Regions from separate parts of the Sus scrofa genome. Here all the other regions are linked to region 2. Evidence: chromatin contacts called from public HiChIP or PLAC-seq data. All regions are on one chromosome and are shown on one strand. Each heading gives the region's core, a stretch centred on a gene start, on an enhancer-like site or on the middle of the called end of the contact. The rest is flanking DNA. Distances are from core to core; before and after follow the strand shown.

What was found. HiChIP or PLAC-seq counts read pairs in DNA pulled down with a chosen protein or histone mark.
Region 1: an H3K27ac HiChIP or PLAC-seq map of alveolar macrophages shows a contact between it and region 2. The contact joins the promoter of ARHGAP19 here to the promoter of MMS19 in region 2. A contact is called at or near these places in 1 of 47 Hi-C or Micro-C datasets (heart right ventricle) and 1 of 2 datasets of contacts at active chromatin or transcription factors (alveolar macrophages).
Region 3: an H3K27ac HiChIP or PLAC-seq map of alveolar macrophages shows a contact between it and region 2. The contact joins the promoter of AVPI1 here to the promoter of MMS19 in region 2. A contact is called at or near these places in 4 of 47 Hi-C or Micro-C datasets (heart right ventricle, liver and skeletal muscle) and 2 of 2 datasets of contacts at active chromatin or transcription factors (alveolar macrophages and skeletal muscle).

The regions. Positions count from the first base shown.
Region 1 is chr14:108,737,842-108,740,541 of Sscrofa11.1, reverse strand. ARHGAP19 (a long non-coding RNA gene) reads left to right here and starts at 1,444. Exons shown (of 11, transcript XR_002338335.1): 1 at 1,444-1,749. It overlaps FRAT1 (proto-oncogene FRAT1), which reads right to left and starts at 1,303. Exons shown (of 1, transcript XM_021072328.1): 1 at 1-1,303. The coding sequence starts at 1,001. The coding sequence ends at 162.
Region 2 is chr14:108,885,149-108,887,939 of Sscrofa11.1, reverse strand. MMS19 (MMS19 nucleotide excision repair protein homolog) reads left to right here and starts at 1,353. Exons shown (of 31, transcript XM_013990467.2): 1 at 1,353-1,511. The coding sequence starts at 1,400. It overlaps UBTD1 (ubiquitin domain-containing protein 1), which reads right to left and starts at 2,406. Exons shown (of 3, transcript XM_021074394.1): 1 at 1,758-2,406.
Region 3 is chr14:109,050,655-109,053,608 of Sscrofa11.1, reverse strand. AVPI1 (arginine vasopressin-induced protein 1) reads left to right here and starts at 1,381. Exons shown (of 3, transcript XM_001929060.5): 1 at 1,381-1,562.

The sequences.
Region 1 (2,700 bases), core at 195-2,694, 150 kb after region 2:
AGTTCCCCGCGAAAATATTCGCTATTTTTCGATTCCTCGTCTTCACGAGTTATCTCCCCGCTTTCAAAAGCGCGAGTTCGCCAGTCAGAGTAGGGATGCAGCCCTCAGGGGAACCCCTTGCCCTCCAGGCAAAGGCTGGCGCTGAGGCCACACCCGGGCTGTTAGCTGCCGGGGACTAGAACGCCGTCGCCAGTTCTGAGCTGTGTCCTCCTCCCGGACGCGCCAGGGTCGCTGCAGGCCGCGCGAGGGCTGCGGGGCGAAGGGGGCTCATGCACCGGGGCCGACAGAGGGCCAAGGAGCGGGCGTTGGGGAAGCTTTGCGTGTAACTGCAGCCGTCGCGAATGAAGCCTCCGCACCGCCTCCTTGATGAGATTCCCCGAGAGTACGAGCTGCTGCAGAAGCCGGTGCGGGTCATCATCGCCGGTGCGAGCTTGAGGCTGGGGCCCACGTCGCTGCTGCAGGCGGCGGGAGGCGGCGGCACCCCGCAGCCATCCTCGCCGGCGTGGGCCCGACAGCGGCTGCGGGGCACCCCGCTTGACCGCTCCTGAGGGTCCATCAAGGCTAAGCTGAGTGGGCAATGGGGACAGAGCGCTGGGGCCTGTGGCAAGCTCGGCCACAAAGTAGGGAGCAGTCCGGCCCCGCACGCGGCCGCGATCCCCGAGGGGGCAGCGCAGGGCCCCCGGGGGCGCCGGGCCCCCAGCCTCCGCCGACCCGGGCGGCAGAAGCGGCGGCAGAGCTGTGGCCAGGGCCTTCTCCGCTCTCACGGCTGCCAGGGGCCGCGGGGGCTGCAGCGGCGGTCCCGGGGGAGCGCCCGGGGAGGCAGGGCGGTCCTGTGCGGCGTCCAGCTGCAGCGTCTCGCCGATCTGGGCCACCAGCCGGTCCACCTCGCCCGAGCCGCCCAGCGTCACCGACTGTTCCAGTAGGAGGACGCTGTCCTCCTCCTCCTCCTCCTCCTCCTCTTCCTCGCCGGCTTCCTCTTCCTCCTCTCTCCGGCACGGCATGGTCCCCCGCGCGGGCACCCGGAGCTCTGCCGGCGTCGCTGGGGATTCGACTGCCAGTAGGGTTCGGTGGGCCGCGGCAGCGAGGGGAGCAGTGCTGCGATCGGAGCCGGGGCTGGGGAAGACGCTGAAGCTGGAGCCCGCTGGGTACTCTCGCCGCGCGCCTGCAGCCGCGGGAGCCGGAATCCTACCGGCTCCGGTTGATTTGTAAACAATGGGTGACGTAGCCGCCGGGCTCTACCACCGAGCAGCTGCGGGGGTGCGCCGTGCCAGTTGGGGGCGGAGCGCCCACTGGGCAGGGGCACAGGGGAAGCCTTGGTACCCCTGAGCTCCACAGCCCTGAATTCTGCCTGCGGCGGGCACTGGGGAGCAGGTCTTCGCTCTCTTAACCGGACGTGATTGGCATTGCCAGAAGATGGACACCAGCGTGGACTCCGTTGGTTTCTTCCACACACACTAGCACTAGCACATACACTTACACCCACACACCTACACACTTCTCTAGGCTCGTCGACTCTTCCAGTTTTGGCATTTGCGCCTTTGAGGTCCGAGATGCCAGCGTTTGGGAAGTGATGGCGAGGCAAGTGAGGCGAGTGGTGGCCAGGAGAGGCGTCAGGTTAGAGATCTGTCTGGAGATGAGGGAAAAGAGGCTGACGGAGAGGTCGAAGGACCCTGTGATACGATGGCGGTGGCGGATTGGGAATTGGCAGAGAAAGCCCCGTGATTCATGCTTTTTCCATCGGGAGCATGGGTATGTGGGGACCTGAACTGGAGCTGTCATTACTGAAGAGGAGGTTGCTCGTCTTGGGAGAAGCTGTGGGCTAGAAAGTTCTTTTAAGAAGAATGCCTCAGCCCAGTAGGGGAGTCTCCTTTCTGAGGGGGAGTAGGAGAGGAAACGGTCAGTTCTTTGGATGGAAATAGAGGTTACGGCCACCGTAACCCTTCAAGGTACCGTGGTTGGCTTAATGAGTAACCAAGATTTCATTTTTTAAAAGAAAGAGGGGTGGAAAATGATCCTTTACCGTCGTATTGCCTGGAGGTTTATGCAAAATCCCAAGTCCCTCAAGCCTAACTTGCACATTACACTTACATGTAGACCATTGGTGGACCAGCCTTTTACAGGAGAGGGATAGTGTCAAGGTGATGGAAATATTCTAAAACTGTGATGGTTGCACAACTTGGTAAATTTATTAAAAATTAAAATGAGGGAATTTTATGATGTAAGTTATATGTTAATAAAGCTGTTTTAACAGTTAGCCACAGGAATTCCCTTGTAGTGCAGTGGGGTAAGGATCCAGCCTCGTCACTGAAGCCACTTGGGTCACTGCTGTGGAACCAGTTAGATCCCTGGCTCCTGGGAACTTAGCCAGGGAATTTACGCATGCCTATTGCCAATTGTGGCCAAAAAAACAACAGAGCAAAACTATTAGCCAGAAAACACTGCACACACAAACACAGAAACCAGGCAGTAGAGAGCTACTTTAAAATATGGAGCAGGAAGAGTTCTCCTTGTGGTTCAGCAGGTTAAGAACCTGACTAATATCCTTGAGGATGTGGGTTTGATCCCTGCCTCACTCAGTGGGTTAAGAATCCTGTCTTGCTGCAGGCTGCTTTGTAGGCAGTAGGTGCCACTGGGATCCAAGTTGCTGTGACTGTGGTGTAGGCCAGCAGCTGCAGCTCCTATTCAACCCCTAGGCCCCCT
Region 2 (2,791 bases), core at 104-2,603:
GGCACGATCTGCAGCCCGATAATGACACAGTCTTTGGAAGGAGCGCCTGTTCTCATCTCGCTCGCTTCGAGTTCTGGGACGACTGGCCACCCGCGCCGTGCCCCGACGGGCGGGCGTCCGACCCCGGCCCCGCTGCCAGGCCAGCGGCGCCCCGGCCTGGGGCCCTCCTCCCCTCCGCCGGCCCCGCTGCGGTCTGCAAACATTTCCTGCTCCCGCCCCCACCCCCACCCGGAGCTTCCCAGTTGGAGCGAGTTGGGCTCGCAGCCGGGTCAGCGCTCGCAGTTGCCACAAGTCGGCTCCCCCGGCCACTGGGGCCGGGGAAGGGGACCCCCGTCTGCCTCGGAAGCAGCCATCAGGGAAACCTAGGCGCCAGGAGCCGTGGGAGGTAGCTCAGGAAGCCCAGTTCTCGCGCAAGAAGGCGGACAACTGGCTGGGCGCCGGTGGCCCTGCTCCCTTCCCGGTCGTTACCTGCTCGCTTGCGGGGGTGTCCCGGGGCGGTCGGCCTCTCCCGGCGCTGTCTCCCCACACAGTTGCCCATGCTGGCTCTTCAGCCGGGCCCCATGCACCGAAGGCGACGGGATGGTCCGCTGCTCCGCGGTCCTGCCCCGGACGGCGGCGTCCCAGGTCAACGGCTCCGACCGCCCGGCATCGGGCGCTTCCCGATCTCCCCCCTGCGGCGCGCTCTACCCCAGCGCCGGCTTCGCCACAAACTTTGCGGGCAAGGAGAAAGAGGGAGGTGGCCGACTCCCCAACACAGTCCCAGGTGGCCGGGCCAGGGGGGCCCGCGACGGTGCCCGGCTGGAGACCAGCTCCGCTGAAGGGGCGGAGAGAGGGGGCGGGCACCGCCGCTGTTACTCCCGGCTCGCTCGGGGCTCCCAGCTGGGGCCGGCCCCCCGGAGCCTGTCACTCACCTGCCTAACCCCGCCCCAGCCCAGCCCTGCTCCCTGCCGCCGGCTCGCGGTGCCCGCGCCGCCGCCGCCGCCCGCCCCAGGTGCGCATGTGACCGACGGCACCGCCCCCTCGGGCCGGGCCTGGTTTTCTCATTGGTTCCCCCCAGGGTGCGTACCGCCCCTCGGCCCCACCCAGACAGGTGCCCGCCCCGCCGCGGGTCTCCCGGGAAGCTGGGCCGGGAATTATTCGCCCTCAATGGCCCCCGGCTGCGTGCCCAGCAGCCGCCTTCGCTCCCTGAGCCACCGCCCCGACTCCGGGCCCCGCCCCTTGGGGAGGGGCCGTCCCATCCCACCCTGGAACTGCCTGGCCTGGAGCCGGCAGGCACGTGATCCAGGGAGCGCCCCGCCCCCTCAGCCTTCGCCAGGCGATTGGCTCAGGAGGCGCGTGCGCTGAGAGGCCCATCCCGTGCCACCGCCCATTTCCCCTCCCACCGTCTCCAGTTCGCGTCATGGCCGCCGCCACCGCTCTGGAGGCGGTCGCGCCTACGGGCGCCCTGTGGGGCCTCGTGCAAGACTTCGTCATGGGTCAGCAGGAGGGCCCCGCAGACCAAGTGGCTGCAGGTACGGCAGACGGCGCCGCGCGGCTTCCGCTTGGGGGCCTCCAGGAGGGAGCGGCCTCAGCACGGGCGCCGGGCGGGAAGGGAGCGGTGACTTTGAGAGATTGGTCCCGGGCTGGTTGTGAGCACCGCGTGCTTAAGAACCATAACAAATTGCGAGTCGCTTGCAGTCTTCCTTAAAGCGCCCTTATGACCCTCGTTTTGGTTTATAGCCACCCTGTGCACCGGCCTGGGTTAGGAAAATCATTACCATTTCGCAGGTGTGGAAACTGAGGCCCAGAGAGGGCCAGAGGCTTCCTGGGGGAGTTGGGACTTGGACGCAGGTCCTCCAGTTCAGAATCAGGTGCTCACTCCGCGAAAGCACGTTGTTTCGAGGAAGTTGATGTGACGAGAAGCATCTTCGGCAGCATCAGCTCCAGTCGCGTGGCATGTTGGGAGTGGCCGCGCGACCCAATCTCTGACTGGCTGTAATTAATTGGAGAGAGGAGGAGAGAAACCAGCCTAGGGGGAGTTTGAGATGTTCTGCGTATCTCTTCCCCCCATTCTTGTTCAAGTTCTTGATTAATTTGCTTCGTGCCTTTTTTATGTGGTGTGTGTTTTTATATTTTTCCCAGAACTCCAATTTCCTGCTTTTCACCAGTTTAGGGATCTCTTAGTTCTGACAGCTTATCTAAAATTTGAGCGGAGCAAATGACAGATTTCCTTGAAATTCTGAGACTTCACTCTTTTAGAAAAAGAAAAATCTAAAAAGTTATTGAATGTTAGGAGGCCTTCGGACCTTGTGTCTATGTAATAGAATACAAAATAATCTTGTCAGTACAGATAAGTTTTGTCTTTATTTTTGGAAATTGCGCGTGTTTGGGGAGAAGTAAAGGATACATTTCTCTTGAAAAGTGAACACACTTGCTTTTAAAATATGTGGGAAATGAATAAAGTGAACCTGTCAGAAGTATAATACTTTGGGAGTTCCTGGTGGCTCAGGAGGTTAAGGATCTGGTGTTGTCGCTGCCATGGCTTGAGTGTGGCACTGGTTCGATCCCTGGCGGGGGAACTTCCACGTGCTGCCTGCTTAGCCAAAAAAAAAAAAAAAAAGGAGTTCCCGTCCTTACGCAGTGGTTAACGAATCCGACTAGGAACTATGAGGTTGCGGGTTGGATCCCTGGCCTTGCTCAGTGGGTTAAGGATCCTGCGTTGCCGTGAGCTATGGTGTAGGTCACAGACACGCTCGGATCCTGCGTTGCTGTGGCTCTGGCGTAGGCCGGTGGCTACAGTTCCGATTAGACC
Region 3 (2,954 bases), core at 132-2,631, 170 kb before region 2:
AAACACAAATTTGTCAAAAGGATGAAATGAGCTACTATTTGTAAAGTGCTGACTGGCATTACTGGTACATAGTAAGTGCTAGAAAAGATCTAGTAAATAAACACATATAATGCTATTCAAATGGAAACTTCACTGCCTGCTTCTGCTTCTGGCTTCCCACCTCTCTCTCCCTTGTTGGCCTTATCTAGGCCTCATTTCAAGTCCTTCTGAGACTGGCTACCTCCTGGCCTTAGCGTGTACTCTTTTCCTTATAGGCTTTTCCCAGACCCACTCCTCATCCTGTGACCAATTGCAGCTCCTCCATATCTCAGCTGAAGTATTACTTCTGCCTTCTAGGACCTCCCCAAAGGAGCTTAGGTTCCTTCATTTTACCCTCTCAGAGCCATAATGTGTATCACAATCATAGTCACACTCAATATTTTAGGTTTATAAATGTCAGCCTCTGGAGTTCCCATCTTGGCTCAGCGGTTAGCAAACCCAACTAGCATCCATGAGGACTTGGGTTCGATCTCTGGCCCTGCTCAGTGGGTTAAGGATCGGCGTTGCAGTGCGCTGTGGAGTAAGGTCGCAGACAATGCTAGGATCCCGTGTTGCCTTGGCTGTGGCCTAGGCCAGTGGCCACAGCTCCGACTGGACCCTTAGCCTGGGAACCTCCATGTGTTGCGAGTGCAGCTCTAAAAAAGACAAACAGACCAAAAATAAATAAATAAATAAAATAATAATAAATGTTAGCCTCCTTGACTAAACTGTAAATTCCCCCAGGACAAGGCTTATTAAAGGTGTCTCCAGTTCACTGCAAGTCAAGAAACTCCGACAGGGTGGGTCCCTAATAGACCACTGTCGAATGAATGAATAAAACCTTTTTAATAGCCTCTCATTTAGGCTACTGGCCCAAGGTTGCACAGCTGATTGAAGATTCAAACTCACGACATTCTGGCTTTGAAGCCCAAGGTCTGACTACCGCGCTGACTCTTCCTCTCCCTCAAAACTCAAGCCAGAATACCAAGTGGTCTGCTGTTGAGTTTAAGTAGCTGCAAGTCTATTTGCGGAGGGCCACAAGCCGCAAGGAATCCCGCGCCGCGCTTATTGGCTTCATTCCCAGGGGAGGGGTGCACCCGTCACGTGTACCCAGCTGGGCCAGCCCTTGCCGCACCCCGGGACTGGAATGCGGCCCCGCCCCCACTCCCCAGCCAGCAAAACCACGCTCTCCCCGAGGACTGACGTCAATGAAGGGAGCACCTCCGGGCGCGGCGTGAGGGCAGCCGAGGGCGGGGAGAGAGAGCCCCAGGACACGCCCCTCGCTGCCGCTGCGTCGCTGATTGGACCGGGGGCTTCTTCGCACTGGAGTTTCGAGGCCAGCGGAGGGAAGGGGGAGGAGTAGGGCCACGCCTCTCATCCCTCTATCTCCACTGATTGGCTCGCGGAGTCTTCGCGTTCGATTTTGGAAGGCTCGCCGGGAGCTCACACCAAGGCTCGGCTCAGGATTGGCTGTTCTGGAACTAGGGAGCGCTTTCTCCGGGGAGCCGCGGCTGTGACCGAGGTGGCCCGCCTTGGGCGGCCAGGTACGTAGGTCGGCAGCCTGCCTCGCGCTGCGGTGGAAGTGGGTGGGCGCGCCGTCAGAGCAAGGGTGCAGGAGGGACCCGAAACCCCAGGTCCACTTAGGGCCCGTCGTTGTGCGAAGCTGCCACGTCTGAGCCCCGGGGGCCGACCCGCGCAGGGAATGTCGCCATGTGACCTCGGCCAGGACACCCCCTCCCAAGCTCTCATCCTGTTCATGAACGCCGCCTGGTCCTTGTGAGCACCGTCGCGGCAGGAAGCCCAGAGCTGCGCCCACCCCTTCGAAGGGGAAGGGGTTAGAGTGGGCGCATTTTAACTTGCGATTTGAGGTCTGTCGTTGCTGCCCTTCAGCGTGGTGAGTAATCGTTCTAACCCCCCGTGGGGCCGTGGAGGGCCGAGGTCACAGAGGCTAGCTTGGGAGACCCGACTTTGGATCCTTGTGCCTTCCAAACCCACAGAATCAGATAGCAGGCTCTAAGAGGTTTCAAAGCCTCCTGAGTCCTTCCTCCCTCGGAAGACCTCGTCAACCATCTGGCAGGAACAAAAATAGCAGTGGTGGAGAGCGTGGGCTTTGGGCTCAGACTCACGTTCGCATCCCAGGCTCTTCACCTACCACCTGTGTGACTTTGGGAAGTTACTTAACCTTTCTGAGCTCAGCTTTCTCATCTGTAAAATGGGTGTAATAATAATGACTCCTCGTAGGAGTTTTGTGAGAATTAAAAATGTTACTCCTCAGGAAGTGCTGTTCTGCACTTGACAGAGAGCAAGCTGCCTCAATGGCAGCTGTGATTTAAAAGTCCACGGATGAATCCATCTCCCTTTACCCTCTTCTCTCAAGACTAAAGGCTCTTTGAGGGAGTTTTATGAGGATGGTGAGGATGCAAATGGCAATGATTCTATAATCCCCTGGTGGTTAAACAGCCTTTCCTTTACATCATTCATTCATGATGATGTGATGTATGGGATGGAAATTTTTTTTTTCCTGTCTTTTTGCCATTTCTTGGGCCGCTCCCATGGCATATGGAGGTTCCCAGGCTAGGGGTCTGATCGGAGCTGTAGGGTCGCCAGCCTATGCCACAGCCACAGCAACACAGGATCCAAGACGAGTCTGCAACCTACACCACAGCTCATGGATCCCCAACCCACCGAGCAAGGCCAGGGATCGAACCTGCAACCTCATGGTTCCTAGTCGGATTTGTTAACCACTGAGCCACCACGGAACTCCCGGGATGCAAACTTTTGCATACTTTATCTCCCTGGCCCCTTAAAGGTTATTTATTCTCACCATTTTGATGAGGAGCAAACTGCGGCAGGGGAAGTGGAGGCCTGCCACACTCACCCCAGTTATCAGTGGCACAGCCAGAATTCAAGGTTCTTGAACTCTTGAAAAGAATTAT